Regions from separate parts of the Sus scrofa genome. Here region 2 is linked to region 1. The links are chromatin contacts, called in public Hi-C maps. All regions are on one chromosome and are shown on one strand. The core of a region is the stretch at or near the end of the contact, and the rest is flanking DNA. Distances in the headings are between cores, read along the strand shown. Region 1 holds the start of PPP2R1A (protein phosphatase 2 scaffold subunit Aalpha). Region 2 holds the start of ZNF615 (zinc finger protein 615).

What was found. Hi-C and Micro-C count contacts between places; a contact is called where the count stands out from the background.
Region 2: a contact with region 1 is called in a Hi-C map of embryonic fibroblasts, with 2.0 times the contacts expected there. The contact joins the promoter of ZNF615 here to the promoter of PPP2R1A in region 1. A contact is called at or near these places in 2 of 47 Hi-C or Micro-C datasets (embryonic fibroblasts and skeletal muscle).

The regions. Positions count from the first base shown.
Region 1 is chr6:57,961,846-57,967,341 of Sscrofa11.1, forward strand. PPP2R1A (protein phosphatase 2 scaffold subunit Aalpha) reads right to left here and starts at 3,103. Exons shown (of 15, transcript NM_214024.1): 1 at 3,016-3,103. The coding sequence starts at 3,093.
Region 2 is chr6:58,076,809-58,082,156 of Sscrofa11.1, forward strand. ZNF615 (zinc finger protein 615) reads right to left here and starts at 2,249. Exons shown (of 7, transcript XM_005653321.3): 1 at 2,080-2,249. The coding sequence starts at 2,130.

The DNA.
Region 1 (5,496 bases), core at 1,853-4,352:
AGACCAAGAGACCAACAAGCCAAGAATTGCAGGCAGCCTCCAGAACCTGGAAGAAGGTTAAAAAAAAAAAAAAAAAAGATTCTCCTCTAGAACCTCTAGAAAGGACCATAAACTTACCAACACTGTGATTTTAGCCCACGGAGACTGGTATCACACTACCGACCTCCAGAACTGTTAAGATAATAAATCAGTGTTCTTTTTTTTTGTCTTTTTAGGGCCACACCCACAGCATATGGAGGTTCCCAGGCTAGGGGTCCAATGGGAGCTGTAGCTGCCGGCCTACACCACAGCCACAGCAACGCGGGATCTGAGCAGCAAAGCTGGATCCTTAACCCACTGAGCAAGGCCAGGGACCGAACCTGGGTCCGCATGGATGCTAGTCAGATTTGTTTCCACTGAGCCACAACACAAACTCCTAAATCAGTGTTATTTATTTATTTATTTATGTCTTTTCTAAGGCCGCTTCCACAGCACATGGGGGCTACCAGGCTAGGGGTCGAATCCGAGCTGTAGCTGCTGGCCTACACCAGAACCACAGCCACTGCCACTCAGGACCCAAGCCAAGTCTGGGACCTACACCACAGTTCACGGCAACGCTGGATCCTTTAACCCACTGAGCAAGGCCAGGTGTCGAACCCGCAACCTCATGGTTCCTAGTCGGATTCGTTAACCACTGAGCCACGACAGGAACTCCTAGATCAGTGTTCTTTTAAACCACCACATTTGCCCCAGGACTTTCCCATGGGGCGTCTCTCAATCTCACCCTAACGGACACTGTGGGTGGATAATTCTTTGCAGTGGGGGCTGTCTTATGCATTGGAGGTTTAGGAGATCTCTGACCTCTTTCCATTAGATGCTAGCAGCACTTCCCCAGGTGCAAGAACCAAAAATGTCTCCAGACACTGCCAACCCTCGTGAGCAAATGCACCTCGGATTGAGGATACTGCCCTCACTTGTCGGCTTGCTCTTCCCAGAAGGTTCTTTCCATCTTCCCTTGGGAGCTGGCTCCTTCTTCTGCTCTGGTCTCAACCTCTGCATCGTAAGAGGGGCCTTCCCTGACGGACCTACTTAAAACGAATCTTCCCTACCTGACCTGTGCTTGCTGGGGGCTCTGCCCAGAGAGCCTCGGGGTGCCTCCCCATCTCTGCACAAACATCACCCCTCAGCAAGGCCTTCACTGACCATTCTGCAGCCGCATCCTCCACCCCCCCGCTTCCTTCATCTTTCTCCCCATTTTCACAGCACACGTTCGCCCTGTTCTCTGTTTACTGCGTCTCCCCTCACAATTGACCCAAGTTCCGCAAGACCAGGAGCACTTGTCTGTCGTGTTCCCTGCTGAATACCTGTGCCCTGAACAATGCCCAACACAGAGCCAAGGCCCGACAGCACTCACTGATCCACCATCACAACATCCTGGCGCTTTCTGCCCATCACATCTCACATGTGCTACTAACGTATTGGGTTCCATTTCACATCTGCTCTCTAATCGTGAACAACTGGCATCACCATTATATCCTCAGCTCCATACCTGATAGGTGGCAGGTGTTCGTTAAACAAATGAATTCCTACAACAGCCCTCTGAACCAGATAATCACCTCTACTTGAGAGAAAGGGAAACCAAGGCTGGGAGAAATCAACTAACTTGCCCACATCAATCAGCAAGAAGTAGAGGAGACTGGACTCCAGCTGCAGCCTGTCCAGAGCTAGAGCCACACGGTGGGAACCTTAAGAGGCTGGGCCAGTGCAACCCGTTCAATTTTTTTTTTTTTTTTTTTTCTCTTGGCTCTTCTAGGGACGCTCCCGCAGCATATGGAGGTTCCCAGGCTAGGGGTCTAATCGGAGCTGTATCTGCCGGCCGACACCACAGCCACAGCAACGTGGGATCCGGCAACGCCGGATCCTTGACCAGCGAGGCCAGGGATCGAACCCGCAACCTCATGGTTCCTAGCCGGATTCGTTAACCACTCCGCCACAACGGGAACTCCGCGACTGGTTCAATTTTATAAGTGGGGAAATTGAGGCCCAAAGGGAGGATGGACCTCTTCAATCACCACTCCCAATAATTACAGGTACATTTATTGGGCCTTTACAACAGGTCAGGCGCCGTCTAGTATTTCTTCTGTTATAAACTCTGTCACTCACTACCATCCAAGGAGGCCGGGACTATTACTGGCCCACGTTTTATGGAAAACAAGCCCAGATCGGTGAAGTAATGTGCACAAGGTCAATGGGCGGGTGAGAGGTGGGGCTGGGATGGGCGAAGCCCTGAGTCCTACCTCTTCTCGACCCCTCGCCACCCCATGCCACTCATCAGAAACGACAGCCCGCTTGGTAAACTGCCCCCCCCCGCCCCCGGCCCCAGTTAAGGGGAGAACACCGGAAGGGGGGGCCAGTGGCTAGCTGGCAATTCGCTTCGGAATTTAGCTAGTTCCACCCTTGGGAGTGGGGTTTTGGCCTCCCGCTTCTTTCGGAGGGTCTACACCAAAACTGCCGGGAGAAGAAGAGCAGGATTTGGAAAGTCATCCTTCACGTCTCCGTCTCCATTTGGAGAGATTACACCCACAGCGCTGAGCCCCAGCCGCACGAACCCAGAAAGGAGAAAACCTACGCGGGTCCCCACCAATCCGGCGGCCCCTCCCCCACTCGGAGAAAGTCGCGAGCCCACTCCATCCCCAAGGGGCCATTCAGGGGCCGCCGCCAATCACCCGGCCCTCCCCTCGCCTCTCCCCCACCCGGTCGGCCGACCCCTCGTGGGCCGCGGCCTCCGAGGCCCGGAGCGGCCACGCGCATTTGGCAGGCCTGGGGACCCTCCAAGCGCGCCCTCTGCGGGGCCGACACCCAATCCCGGACGCCGTCTCATCGAGTCCGGGGAACCGGAGAGGTGTGAGCGGAACACTGATTGGCCGCCGCCCCCTTCCGCCACTCCCTGCGAACACTGAATCTTCTCCGCGAGGGACGCCGGTGCCCCCCAGGTACCCCTTCCTCTCTTCCCCAAGTCCCCCGGAGCCTCCGGACCTGAACATCCTCGTTGCGGAGCTCGTCTATGAGCACCGCGATGGGGTAGAGCGAGTCATCGCCGTCGGCCGCCGCCATCTTGGCTCCGTCTTGTGTCTGTCAGACTGCGGCCGGCGCCGTGCTGAAACCCGGGTAGGGAGGGGCTGGGCCGGGAGGAGGAGAGAAGGACTTGGGGGCGCCCGGGCCACGTTACAGGGGCTGCCCTACATTCATTGGCCGCGCTACGCCGGGCCAAGCCTGCGTTTCTTTGGCCCGGACAAATAAAGTCCCGCCCACTGCCCATTTGCCATTGGTCCAAGGGAAGAGATTGAGCTTGCCGGAGCCTAGGAGGGGGGAGGAGGAAACGGAAGTACGCGGTATCTTAGCGACTAAGATTGTGCCCGCCTACGTCGCCGCCAACAACGGCCTAGACGAGCAGTTGTTTCTAGCCAATGAGGGGCGGGATTGGAAGGTGGCGAAGCCTGCCTGTCCGAGCCCTGGAGAAAGCTTACCCGCGTGCGTCGCTTGGAATGCGTGACATCATGTGGGGAACAGAATCGTACAGGTTTCGGCTTGCGAGGCAGCGGTCCCCCTGCCTGGCGGGAGGGCGCACTCCAAGATTGTTTGTGCGGGAGGAGGTGGGAGTGCGTCCTTGATTTGTGCCGTATTATGCCGAGGCCTAGGGAAGGATGGCGACTTAACCTTATTCTCTGGGTAAAACCTAGGCCCCTCAGGCTGGTATGTCTATCTGATTTCCTGAACCCTCTCTAGGCACGTCTCCTTTTGGAAAATTGGCTGCCTGAGCACACCATGCTTTTCTCTCTTTCTCTTCCCCCCCCCCCGCCGCCGGACAGTCCAAACCATCTTTCCCAAAGACCCTACCCACTCCACTTAGGAAACTATTCCCCCTAAAAGGGGCAGGGGTGGTGGTGGAGGGGGCTTGCATATTTCAATCCTTGCCCTCCTTATTCCCCGGATATTCCCCTTACCCCAAACCTGCCAGCCCTTTGGAGCTATGGGAGTCCCAGTGTGCCTATGCGTAGGGAGCCCCTGCATCGGACAGATGGAATCAGCAGCTTGATTCTGGTCAGACTGTTCCAAGAGCAGACCCTGACCATGATTATCCAAATGAGTGAGCCAGACAAGTCTCTCAGCACTGCAGTTTGGTTCCACAGTTCCCACCCTAAGAGAGGGATGTCCTTTATCTGACAGTCCACAGTTTCCCCAAGTGGCACACTAAACTGCTCGACCACTGGCAGCAGCCCAGGTTCCTAAGATCTGACCAGTAATGAGAACCATCATACCACACACCCCTGCTTCCAGTTCTGCCCTAACCAGTGGCCCAGGCAACACCATTAGGATTCAGCTTCCCTAAGGAAATCAGTCTTTAAAGAAATCTCAGAGCATGGAGGGTTTGAAGTGCCAGTGGCTTTGACTACAGTGTAGAGCTTAAAGTTTCCCCCAAAGCGATAGGAACCACTTATTCTTGTAAAGCCAGGATATTGCTAGAGCCACAGAAGTGACAGTGCTGGATTCTTAACCTGCTGTGCCACCTGGGAACTCCAGGCTTCAGTTTTGAGACACACTCATGAGCAAGCTAATTACTGCTTTTTGAAAGCAGTGGACCCATCAGTAGTGACAGGGTGGCTTGCAGGTGGAGGCTGCAATCCCTTTGCCAGAGGCCCCTGACAAAAATTATCAGTCACAAAGGCTTGTGCTGTCCCCATGTCCCAGGAGTCCTTAAGGGCTGGGCCTCCTTTAGATGATGGGGAGTCAAAGCAACAACAGTTGTGTTTTTTGGTTTTTTTTTTTTTGTCTTTTTGTCTTTTCTAGGGCTGCACCCTCGGCATATGGAGCTTCCCAGGCTAGGGGTCTAAGTGGAGCTGTAGCTGCCAGCCTATGCCACAGCCACAGCCACGCAGGATCTGAGCCACATCTGAGACCTACACCACAGCTCACGGCGACGCCGGATCCTTAACCCACTGAGCGAGGCCAGGGATCGAACTCACAACCTCATGATTCCGAGTCAGATTTGTTAACCACTGAGCCATGACAGGAACTCCGACACATTTTTTTCTTCACTGCTGGCAGGATTGAGCATTACAGTCTGCCCATAGAGTGCCAATAAACTTACACTAGAAAATAGGACTCGAATTGGTCAGATTATATCAGCCACCCCAGTGGCAGAGATCTGATGCCATGTTAGACGGAGCTGTGGAGACTGGGGCCTCTAACTTGGCCAACAAAGAAAATATTTTTATCATGAAAACTTTGTACCTCAGAGGTTAGTGGTGGCACATGATCTAAATCCTTCCCCATGCTCTGGTGGCAAGTAAAAAAGATGGCTGGTCCCAGTAACACTTGTCTCACCCCTCTTGGAATACCCTCCTCTGGCACTTGTGGGATGGGGAGCATAAGCATATAATACAATAATTTGCATTATTTCCTGATGTAAGATGTTGAGTTTTTCCAAAGGATCCTGCTATGGTCTGTCTGTATGCC
Region 2 (5,348 bases), core at 999-3,498, 110 kb after region 1:
ATACTAGTCTTGTTTCTGCTGAGCCATAGCGGAAACTCCCAATAAAATAATTTTTTTAAAAAAGCCTGTTCTTAAGAAGACCAATAAGGGGGAGTTCCCATCGTGGCTCAGCAGGTTATGAACCTGACTAGTATTCATGAGGATGCAGGTTTCATCCCTGGTCAGGCTCAGTGGGTTAAGGATTCGGCATTGCCATGAGCTGTAGTTTAACTGGCAGAAATGGCTCAGATCTGGCGTTGCTGTGGTGTAGGTCAGCAACTACAACACCAATTTGACCCCTAGCAAGGTGAGGCCCTAAGGAAAAAAAAAAAAGAATAAGGGAGTTCTCTTGCAGCTCAACAGCTTAAGGATCCAGCATTGTCACCACAACAGCTTGGGTCTCTGCTGTGGCGCAAGTTCAATCCTAGGCCCTGGAATTTCCACATGCCTCAGGCACAGCCAAAGGAAAAAAAAAAAAAAAGACCACCAATAAGACATATACATTAGTAGTGAGATAGATACCTGCTGCAAATGAAGAATATAAGGAATTAACAGAGGACATAAACCAGATAAAATACAAACTCTTCTGTCTTGAAAGAATACAATGAATGTTTTTATGTCATTACATTTGAAATCCTGGATGAATTCATAATTTTATGATCTTACCCTCATAGAAACATCTTAACTCCAGACAATATAGCAGGTGAATTTTAGGAGAGTCAACAGGACATAGACGTCCACTATCCCCACTTGCTTTGCTACACTGTAATGGAGAGTAGAGCCAATGCATTGAGATAAGAATGAATTAGAAACTGGACAGAAAATGAAGGTTCTATTCAGAAAATATCATCAACATAGAAAAAGAGATTCAAAGAATTACTTCTGTAAAAGTAATGTTACCCCCACAAATCCCCCAGCAGATTTTTACGTAGATTGCTGGCTAGAACTGCACCATATACTTAAGCTCATTTCACAGTTTCCGTCGCGGCTCAGCGGAAACAAATCTGACTAGCAGCCATGAGGACACAGGTTCAATCCCTGACCTTGCTCAGTGGGTTAAGGATCCAGCGTTGCTGTGACTTTGGCGTAGGCCAGCAGCTACATGCCCAATCCTACCCCTGGACTGGGAATCTCCATATGCTGCGGGGGCGGCCCTAAAAAGATTAAAAAAAAACCTAAGCTCATTTCATACTAATTTGATCACTAGCAATGGCAACTGGAACCACTATAATTAACTATGACTGATTAGTATTGCCATATATCCTGCCAGAAGGCTAGACGAATAAATAAAATAGAGATTCTATTAGCAAGTAAGAAAGTGTGAATGTGTGTCAGGCAAATAAGCAAGTGAACGCTGCTGTATGTTAAGTGGGTGAAGGCAGGCATTAGCAAACGTTTTCTACAAAGGGATAGATAGTATATATTTCTCCTTTGAGGGTTAAGATCTGTCACAAAGGGAGTTCGCCGGTGGCTCAGCGGGTTAAGGATCCTACGTTGTCACTGCTGTGGCTTGGATTCCATCCCTGGCCCAGGAACTTTCCCATGCCGCAGGCACGGCCAAAAAAAACTATAAAAACTTTAAAAAATTTAAAAATCTGTCACAAGGACCCAATTCTGCCTTTGCAGGGCGAAAGCAGACAAAGAGAAACACAAGAGATTGGCTTGGCAGGATTAGTAACTCTCTGCAGTTACTCAACCCCTGAATAAAAAGCGAAAAAACGTCGTTTCAAACTCCTCCGGACTGTAACGTCTTCCCACCCATCCGCCCAGGTTGGAACTTGTCAAACCACCAGTCAGAAATCCTAGGCGTCCATAGCTTCAGCTCTAACAAGCCTCTCTGTACCAGAGACAGTGACTGCACATCTCATCATTAATACGAAACCTGGGACAGACACCCCCATGTGAAAACCATCAACCACGGCACGAATATCACTGAGCCCCGTTCCCGAACCTCAACCTGAACCGTGATCATCATAAATGCCACCTGCATCCTTAACAGAGCGACCTGCAAAGACGCCCAGACCCTGAGAGTGGAGACACAGTCCATGATCTCTGCAAATTCTTAATCGTTTTAACGACCACCGCCCAAGGTACCCCAACCTGACTGACGCGGCAGACGCTCTCCTCGCTCCTCTCAAACACCTTCACCATGGCGCTTTCCCCAAACCCTCCAATAACTCTGTCCACACTACACCACGTCCAACCAGTGGGCGTGACGTCACCTCCTATGGGACAAAAAACACACAAAACTTCACGGGACAAATGCACACACTGACCGGACTTTCTCCCTCCCACGAGAGTCTAAAGGTAACGCTTTCAAGAACAATTTCTACTCCGTCTCCCCAGTGTTTTCGTCCGCCTATGGCGGCCGAAGAGGGTCTGAAGCGTTTGGGGAAACGCGGAAGACCGGATTTCCGGCAGCTCTTAGTGAGGCAATATGTCCGCGCCCAAGTTGCAGAGGACCCAGTGAGCGGCCATGTTGGGACGCCTGACGTACGGAAGGCCAAGGGGTGGGTTTGGGTTCCCAGAGTCAGGGATGGCAGGGAAGGCAAGACGCCGCTGAATTTATCTAATTTCCTGGCACTTCGACTCTTCAGAAATTAGCAGATTTTTAGAGACTCAAGGTTTGTGAAGCAAATGTGGAGTTACCTAAACTTCGTTTTGCGGACTGGGCAGAAAAGGAATATTGCCATGGGCTTTATTTTACAGTGTGTATTTTAAACCGAGAGAGGCAGGTTTGCAATGGACCAAAAGTTCAGCGGTTGGTATAGCAGCAGAGAAGGAACTCCTGGAAAAAGAAAAGGCAATGCATTCAGTAAATGGACATCCCACAGCTCATGGCAATGCCAGATCCTCAACCCATTGAGTGAGGCCAGGGATCGAACCTGCAACCTCATGGTTCCTAGTCAGATTTGTTTCCGCTGCGCCATCACTGGAACTCCAAACCTTTGTATTTCTAAACACAACTTTAAGAAAGTAATGAGTAGCGCCAGAGATTAGGAGAAAATATTTACATATTTAACATCTGATAAAGGACTTATATTCAGCATTTATAAAGAGTTATCAAAATCCAACAATAATAAAACAACTATCCAGTTACTTTTGCTGACCCCGCGAATAACCCATGCCTTTAGATCTTTGTTCTTAAGCTTAAGTCATTTACCATCACCCTGACTGTTTCTCAAGCAGGAAGACGGGACAAAGTAAGGACGGACAAGATGGAGTTTTCAGCAAAGAGGCTAAGAAAATATTATAAAAACATGTCTCGCAACAATCTTGCATTGCTGAGGCTGTGTAGGTTGGCAGCTGTAGCTCCGATTCAACCCCTAGCGTGGGAACTTGCATATGCCATGTGTGCGGCCCTAAAAAACAAACACGCACACAAACAAACAAAAAATCCCTACAACTGCAAAATTATAAACTACCTAGGATTAAAAATAAGTGAGGATGTCTGGGACATACAAGAAAAATAGCACAACAAATCTTGTGGTAAGAATGTAAGATTTTGGATAATAAGAGGATCATAATGTAAACTGAGCATAATTGAATATGTTGTTATTCAAGGACACCCCAGTTTAACGGATACTTTAATGTGGCTGAAATTATCATCCAACTTATTCACCCATGGTATTATTATAGCCATGAATATCTAAAACATTTTATAATATGGAAACATGTTTATAATGCGAGATGAAATTAGATTACATCCTTTTTTACATCTATATTGACATATAACTGATATATATATTATACCTACTTTAAATAAGCTTTTAATTTGGAGAAAATTTAGACTTACATAGACGTCACAAAGTACTACAACGTGTGTACATGGACCTTCATTTGACTACCTCTCATATGAATATTTTATATAATCATGGTACATTTGTCAAATGGAGAGATTAACACTGGTATGACACTAACACAACTTTCTAAGTCAAATATACTCCACTAAAATTTATTTATTCATTTATTTTTGTATTTTTGCCTTTTCCAGGGCTGCTTCCCACGGCATATGGAGGTTCCCAGGCTAGGGGTCTAATCGGAACTGTAGCCGCAGGCCTACGCCAGAGCCACAGCAATGCGGGATTCGAGCCGCATCTGCAACCTACACCACAGCTCAAGATAATGCCAGATCCTTGAACCCACTGAGCAAGGCCAGGGACTGAACCCGCAACCTCATGGTTCCCAGTTGGATTTGTTAACCACTGCACCACGATGGGAACTCCTAAAATTTGTTTTAAAAACCATTGGTATAATATTCAACTAAATTACAAATTCTACATGGATTTCACATTTCTCCACTACTGTCCTTTTCCTGTCCTAGGATTCAACCCAGGGTAAAATACTGCATTTAAACATCTTATTTCCTTGCATTTCCCTTCTCCATTACCATTTCTCTTTCTCTTTTTCATGTCCTCAATTATTTTGAGAAGTATTTTTTTTTTGTCTTTTTGCCATTTCTTGGGCCACTCCCGCGGCATATGGAGGTTCCCAGGCTAGGGGTCGAATCGGAGCTGTAGCCACCAGCCTACGCCAGAGCCACAGCAACTCGGGATCCGAGCCGCGTCTGCAACCTACACCACAGCTCACGGCAATGCCGGATCGTTAACCCACTGAGCAAGGGCAGGGACCGAACCCGCAACCTCATGGTTCCTAGTCGGATTCGTTAACCACTGCGCCACGACAGGAACGCCCTATCTTGAGAAATATTAATCAGATGTTTTGTATATTGACCTTCCCTTTAAGGTGGTCTGTTTTCCTTGTTAAACAAGGATTAGGCATGTTGGGAAAGACAGTTCAAAATTCAATTCCTTTTGTAATAACATCATATCTAGGGGTACAGCATATCAAAGTGACAACACTGATGTACATACAGGTAATGGTAATATTGCCAGGCTTCTCCACTGGAAATAGCAAAACAACTTCTGACCAAAAAGAACCATCATATAGAGTTCACATCAACAGATTCCAAGACTTATAAACCTTTAGTAGTGTTTGTTAAAAGATAAACACATAGGTCAGTAGAACAGCATAGAGATCCCAGAAAAAGACCTGCATAAGTACACTCAAGTGTTTGATAGAGGAACAAAGCTTATTCAGTGAAGAAAGCTAGACTTTTCAGCAAATGACGCAGGAACACTTAGAAGTCAATAGGCAAAAAAGAGGAAGGAAGGAAGGAAAAAGGGAAGAATATAAAAGAATCTCAAAACATTCATCCCATAAATCCCGTAGGACTAGTGGTATCGAGAACAAAGAAAGAAGTCAACCATAAGAAAACTCCATTTCAAAAATGGGCAAATACTTGAACAGACACTTGCTCAAAGATAATAGATGGCAAATAAGCATATGAAAAGCTTGCCTATGCCATT